Regions from separate parts of the Mus musculus genome. Here region 2 is linked to region 1. Evidence: chromatin contacts called from public promoter capture Hi-C data. All regions are on one chromosome and are shown on one strand. The core of a region is the stretch at or near the end of the contact, and the rest is flanking DNA. Distances in the headings are between cores, read along the strand shown. Region 1 holds the start of Drd2 (dopamine receptor D2). Region 2 has its middle 46 kb from the start of Gm38579.

Evidence for each region. Promoter capture Hi-C pulls out the DNA fragments that hold promoters and counts their contacts.
Region 2: a contact with region 1 is called in a promoter capture Hi-C map of hippocampal neurons, with 4 times the contacts expected there. The contact joins the enhancer-like site here to the promoter of Drd2 in region 1. A contact is called at or near these places in 4 of 39 promoter capture datasets (the 3T3-L1 cell line, hippocampal neurons, liver and 1 more), 1 of 115 datasets of contacts at active chromatin or transcription factors (astrocytes) and 1 of 9 other capture datasets (embryonic stem cells).

What each region holds. Positions count from the first base shown.
Region 1 is chr9:49,338,922-49,342,055 of GRCm38.p6, reverse strand. It overlaps Drd2 (dopamine receptor D2), which reads right to left and starts at 1,653. Exons shown (of 8, transcript NM_010077.3): 1 at 1,332-1,653.
Region 2 is chr9:50,436,769-50,439,902 of GRCm38.p6, reverse strand. No RefSeq gene overlaps it. Among named protein-coding and RNA genes, the nearest start is that of Gm38579, 46 kb to the right of the region's middle. Within about 2 kb of position 1,647, at least 42 of the 459 cell types and tissues checked have an H3K27ac peak or open chromatin away from gene starts, as enhancers often do. A contact at or near this core is called in hippocampal neurons, where this site is marked.

The DNA of each region.
Region 1 (3,134 bases), core at 404-2,903:
CATTTGACTTCAAAAATGTTATCAAAGCCCCAATAAAACAGATTTTTAGTGCATTTGCAAACATGAAACCACAAAGTCCAAGCCAGGGGGCAGGGACCCAGTAAATCAGCCTCCTGGTTCTCTTTAAATCAGTTGCACTCGTGTAGGCTGCTTTCTGCCCACCCTCATCAAACAACAGCACACAGGAAAGATGAAAAGAATGCTTTCTCAAGTAGCTCTAATGCGGCCGGGTGGGTCAGGCATAAACACAGTATTTGCATCTGAAGCAGGGTTTGGGGTAACGCTGAACATCTAGTTCCCAAAGAGAGAATCAAGATTGTCCTCAAAGGTTTGCAGCCTAGTCAGAATCCATAAATTGTTGAGTGTGCAAAGGGACCTAGAGAGGGAGTGCACACACTGGATTGCACCTCATCCAACCTCAGGAGCCCCAGAAAAGAACCCAGTGAGGTACCCAGTGAGGAAAAAGATGACTCGCTGAAGCAGTTTCCCTGTGGCTGAGAACAAGGGCCTATCCCCAGGGAGCTGCAATGCTGTTCCTTGTGTCCATGGCAAAGCCTGTTGTGTAGGTGGCAACCGGCTCTCTTAACTCTGCTCCTCAAGAGAGACCTCACAGGCTGCCCGCCGCAAAAAAAGGAAAAAGGGAAGTGCTCTGTTTGACGCTTAGAGAAGCTTCTTCGCATATGGACTTAGTGAGGCTCTTGATCCATTCCAGAGATGGACAGTCCCCTTCTATCACTGTCTCCCGCCCCCACTGTCACCTACACTCCCTGGGGAAAATGGGTCTAAAATACCCGGCTTTCTTTCGGACTGGGTGACAGAGCAGCGGACAGAGAACGGGATTCAGCACCAAGGACAGCAGAAAGCCTAAGGATGGAAGACCGCTCCCGGAAGCAGCTTCACCATCAACCTTGGCTTTAGCCCTTTCAAAAGTCTCCGGTTGCACCAATAACAGAAAAGTCAAAAACAACCCTTCTTCCTTTTGGGTGGTGGGAAACTCTAGTGCGCGCCTGGGGTCCTAGTCTTGAATACCAGGAGGACAATGCCCTACCCTCTGAAGCCACAGCTACACCGACTGTTAGCCAGGATCAGGACTCCCGCCCAGACAGGAAAGCGCGAAGAACGCTAAGAAAGAAGGACTGGGGATGGCCATCCTTCAGGTTTCCGACGCCCGGAACGCAATCTCCCCGACGGAGACTCAGTGGAAAGGGTGCTCCCGGACAGGCGGCGCTAGAGTGGCTGGACAAACTTCTGTTCCCGGCCGGTCATCTCTAGACGCTTCGACCGGTGCAGAGGCCACAGACTGCTTTTGGCTCCAGCCAACCAGTTCTTACCTTCAAGCCATAGGGCGCCCGGGGCCAGAGAAGGCGCCGGCTGCTCGAGGCTTCCAGCTCCCGCCGCATCCACGCACGGCCGCCCCTCCGGCAGCCGTCCGGGGCCGCCGGTCCCCTCTGCGGGTCCCTCGGCTCCCGGCCCCGCCGCGCCGTTCAGATCCCCGGCGGGCAGCCGCTCGGCCGGCTCGGGCCCGCGGGGAGCAGTGGACGGGCCGCGGCGGGGCAGGGCGAGGCGGGGCGGGAGGGCGGGAGCGCAGCGCGGGGACCAGGCGGGGAGGCGGGCAGTCGGCGCTGCGCGCGAGAGGCGACCAGCTCCGGCACTGAGGCTGGACAGCTCCGTGGAGTCAGAGCGCCGCGCGCGCAGGAGGGAGGGGGCGGGGTCACCCTGGCCACGAGGCGCCCGGGAACCCCGCCCCTGGGACAGGCCCCACCCACCCAGGGCCCCAGTGCTATCTCTGCACTGCGGGGCCTGGGGAAGGAACCCAGGAGAGCTGAGACACAGCATCCGTTTCTGGCTTTGAGTAGAGGATAACCTGTGCTCTGGACTGCTCGCCGGTGTCCCCCCTACACTCATTAAGTAACACCCTGTCCATCAAACCTATTCTGGTCTAGCATTCACAACATTAGCCTGTCGATCCCCTCCTTTGAGGAATCAGGGCCAAGGGCTAGCTGAAGCACTACCAGTGGTACATCAAGTCTTTAAAGAAGAAATAGATTCCGGAAAGACATCCAGGGTCCGTGTACAGACGTCTGAAAATCACAGCGGTTAGTTTCGCTGTTGAACTTTCCCAAAGGAAGACCTGGGCAGAGCAGATCTAAGATGGAAATGATAAAGTGGAAATGATAAAGAGTGCCCTGGGAGTTCCAGCTCACCCTGCCCTCTGCACTGAGGAGCAGGAGAAGGGAGAGGAAGAGAAATGTGATCTTCTTCGGCCCTAGCCAGGGAACCTACTCCCCTTTCCATCCTCTTTCTCTCCGATCCAGCTGGTGCTTTCTGTCCCTCTGCCCTGCCTCCGCCAGCTTCTATATGAGATTCAGGAGTAACAGAGGAATAAAAACAGGGTCCCGTTCGCGTGGGGCCACTCCAGAGTAGAGACTTCCAAACACTTGTAGCTTAAGCAGGTGCTGTGGAGTACCAACAGGGAGACCTCACAGGAGCTGGGCATTGAAGGGCCAACGCAAGTCCCCAAGGAGAAGGCACCACAGAATTCCTCGGACAGCAGCACAGAGGACGTTCTGCATACAGCAAGCGGCCATGCCACTTAGCCACAAAGAAGAAACTCCTTCCATTGATCCACACAATTCTGGAAAATTAGGATTGGAAGCAGAGACCTTAATATTCAATTAATCACTGTTTGATGTAAAGGTGGAAACTGGGGCCCAAAGAGGTGTGCCCTTCCAAGCCCCACGAGGACTGAGCAGTGGAACAGCCCTGATACATGGCACGTTTTCCTTAGATATGGCCATCTGTGGAGGCATTTAAAGGAGTGGAAACTTCCTGAACATGATGTAGCCTCCTCTGTCCCTCTTCATTAGTCTTTGGATATGGTCTATTCGTGGGTCTCCTTTAGGCATGGTAGGGAAGTATTAGAACTACCAGAAACATTAGAACTTTTCACATTTGCTTTTAAGGCATTCAAACATTAAGATAGGGTTGAATCTCCACTGTTTTCCTATGTACCCTGGATATGTTCATCCCAAGAAAAAAACCCACTTAGATAGGATTTGTGTCCTGTTCAACCCACCACCTCTATGCATTCTCACATGATCTGGTGTCCTGCCTCTATCACTTGCCAGTTGTAG
Region 2 (3,134 bases), core at 398-2,897, 1.1 Mb before region 1:
AAAACCTGGAGAAGTGCCACCGGGGCAAAGAAACCAACAGGACAAAATATATTGTGGTGGGAGGAGGCCTGGCCAGTTCAGAGGAAGAGAGAAGGTCTTTGCAGCAGAGCTGGGGTGCGTGGGGAGAGGTGAGACCACATGTAAGGGTAGCGCCAAGCTGTTCCCAAACCTGGAGCTGAGGGTTTGGGGACCTGCGGTGACCCCACAGCTGTGTTGGATGCTAAGGAGTCACATGTTTAGACAGTCCCACAGAAAAGTCGAAGGCCTAAGATGACTCTATGCAAATGACTCACCAGCTTAGGACGCTGTATGGTCGCGGCGGCAGAATCCATGCTCCTTTTGATACCTGAGTTTTCAAACTCAGTTGATAACTTTTGATGCTGACTTTTCAGGGGTTGCTGAAAGCCAGCGTACTGGTCACTTTTCTCACTAAACACCAGACGAGAGCAATGTAAGGAAGAAGGAATTTGTGGATAAAACACGGCCGCAAGGGCATGAAGCCTATGGTTTCGTTGCATCCACAGAAAGAGAGAGCAGCGCGCCTGCGCTAGAAACCTGGAACGTCAATATGGGAACCAAGGAGGCAGCCAGTGTCTAACTTACTTCCAGGGTCCGAGAAGCTCTGCAGGATTCACTAGCCACACACCCCATTCCAAAGTAGCTGTGACTAAGAATGAAACGAAACCATCCCTTCCAGTTTGCATGTATTCTTTTCTTCTAGTGGCTACACAGTCTTTAGGATACAGACTTTAGAGTAGGCTTAACTAGGTAGGAGACCCAAAGAGGCTGCTGGGCAAGTTGGTGAAAATCTTTCTTATCCCAAGGGCAGAGGCTGCTGTCTGTTTTTTTTTTTTTTTTCCCCCATAGACTCAGGTGTGTGTGTATATGTGTGAGCCTCGGCGCCACCTATCTCTCCTTCCCAGCACTGGGGTTATAAACATGCATATGTAAAGCTCTGTTCCTGGCCCCGCCCACTTCAGTTGCACAGCCTCCAGTGCCTAGCATTTCCGTAAGTCTGGCTCCTTGTCTATTAAGCAGGGTTAATATTTATTTTTTTATAGGCTGTTGTGAAGACCGCAGAAGATAAGACACACGATGAACAGTCGTGTATTTGAGTCAAAAAGGTCATTTAGATCTACTGCTCTTGTGGGTCTCCAAGCTGCCTTACTGTTGGGGATACCTGGGGGAACTTGTGATAGTATTAATTAGTTTATTAATTAATAGCTTCTTGGTTTCTGCTCTGGGGAATTCTGACATTTGCATCTGGGTTTAAACGACCTTTGCCTGTATTTCTTTGTGCCCCCAGGATGTCTCAGCTAAGGGCTAGCTTCTAGCTTGCCCAGATTTGTAGGTCCTGGTGGCTATGAGGTACCTGGGAGCCAGGTGTGTGGTCTTTAGGGATCGATCTGGGCTAAGAAGGGCGAGGGGTACGCCTCTGGAAGGAACCCAGGAGAAGCTAGGCATAACACATACATCTGCAAGTCCAGTTTGCAGGGGCAGCACTAGTGACCTGGATAGGACAGGAAGATGTCTCCTTCTTCAGGAAGCTTCTACAAGTAAAGTCTTCTTGCAGGGCCAGGGCCTCCTTGAGAGCGCTGCTCTAGACAGGCAACCGACAGGTGGCAGCAGCGGCCCATAAGCAGCCAGGGTGCAGCCCCAGCAGGGAGGACCACAACACCAGGGCTCGGGTGGGCGCGGCTCCTCTTCTGGGCATGGGGCTAGGCTGACCCTGCAGGGAGAAGGGTTCCTGGGGGCGAAGACGGTCTCAGGTGCAACGTGAGGCAGTCCGATGCGTCTGGGAGGGGGCTGGCTTGGGAGCTGGAGTTAGATCAATCCGTGGGGCATGACACACCCTGGTTTAGTCCTTATGATTTGTGGGAAGCAAGTCATGGAGCTAGGTACCCCCAGGCTTAGCCAGGGTCCTTGGTACACTGCTGCCTCGGTGTGGTGTGAAGACTTGTTTGGTTTGTGTGTATGTGGGGTAGGGGGGGCAGGGGAGAAAGATTAAAAAGAAACCCCTGGAGATTAAAAAAAAAAAAAAAAAGAAAGAAAGAAAGAAAGAAAGAAAGAAATACTGCCCTTTCTTTAAGACTCCTTAGAGCTTAGATTTCTCAGGCTTAGTCAAACCATTCTAGGCAAGAGAAAGGTTAGTGTAGAAACTGCAGATGCTAATAGGATGGGCGGTCCTTTAATTGGTCCCTGCCAGGCAAACCCAAGACCAGCACATTGCCTGGGAGGGTCAGGATTCTTTTTATTAAAAAGCTGGTTGCCCTGGAGGAGCCTCCATCGGATCTGTGAAGGTTTAGGGGGGTTGGTGAGCTCTGAGGACAGGATGGTTAGTTTGGTGTCTTTGCTTTATTCTCATTTAGTTTGTGAAAAAGGCAGTCTCTGTTCTCATACTTCAATAAATTATGGACTTATTCTCTCTTCTCTCTCTCTTTTTGGATTAGGGAAATGGCATGGTAGGCTCCAATGAACTTTAAGCCAGAAATTGATTCTTCTCTGCCATTCATCATAGTAATTGGGAAAAATAATTTTCCTCAGACTCATTTGTAAAATTGGGAACAAATGTTACCTGGGAGGATGGTTCTTGTACTGTCTGCCTAAGTGCTCTCTGGTGTGTGACCATAGTTACTGTGGAGAGCTGTCCCTATAGCCTGAGTGAGATATGCTAGGGATGACACTGGACAAGATGAACATGGGTCATCATGAATCTGGCATCAGGTGGATCTGCCCATGGGTGTGGAAGGGCCCACACTGACCAGGATAATGCTGAGCCTTGGAATCAAGCTTCAGGAATCTTTACAGAGAAGGAATGGAAAGAACCGATAGGCGGCGTCTTAGTTAGGGTTTCCATTGCTGTGAAATCCTACCATGACCAAGGCAATTTTTTTTTTTTTTTGAGACAGGGTTTCTCTGTATAGCCCTGGCTGTCTTGGAACTCACTCTGTAGACCAGGCTGGCCTCGAACTCAGAAATCCGCCTGCCTCTGCCTCCCAAGTGCTGGGATTAAAGGTGTGCGCCACCACGCCCGGCACGACCAAGGCATCTCTTAGAAAGGACAACGCTTAATTGGGGCTAGCTTACAGGTTCAGAGGTTCAGTCCGTTATCATTAAGGCGTGAAGCATGGCAG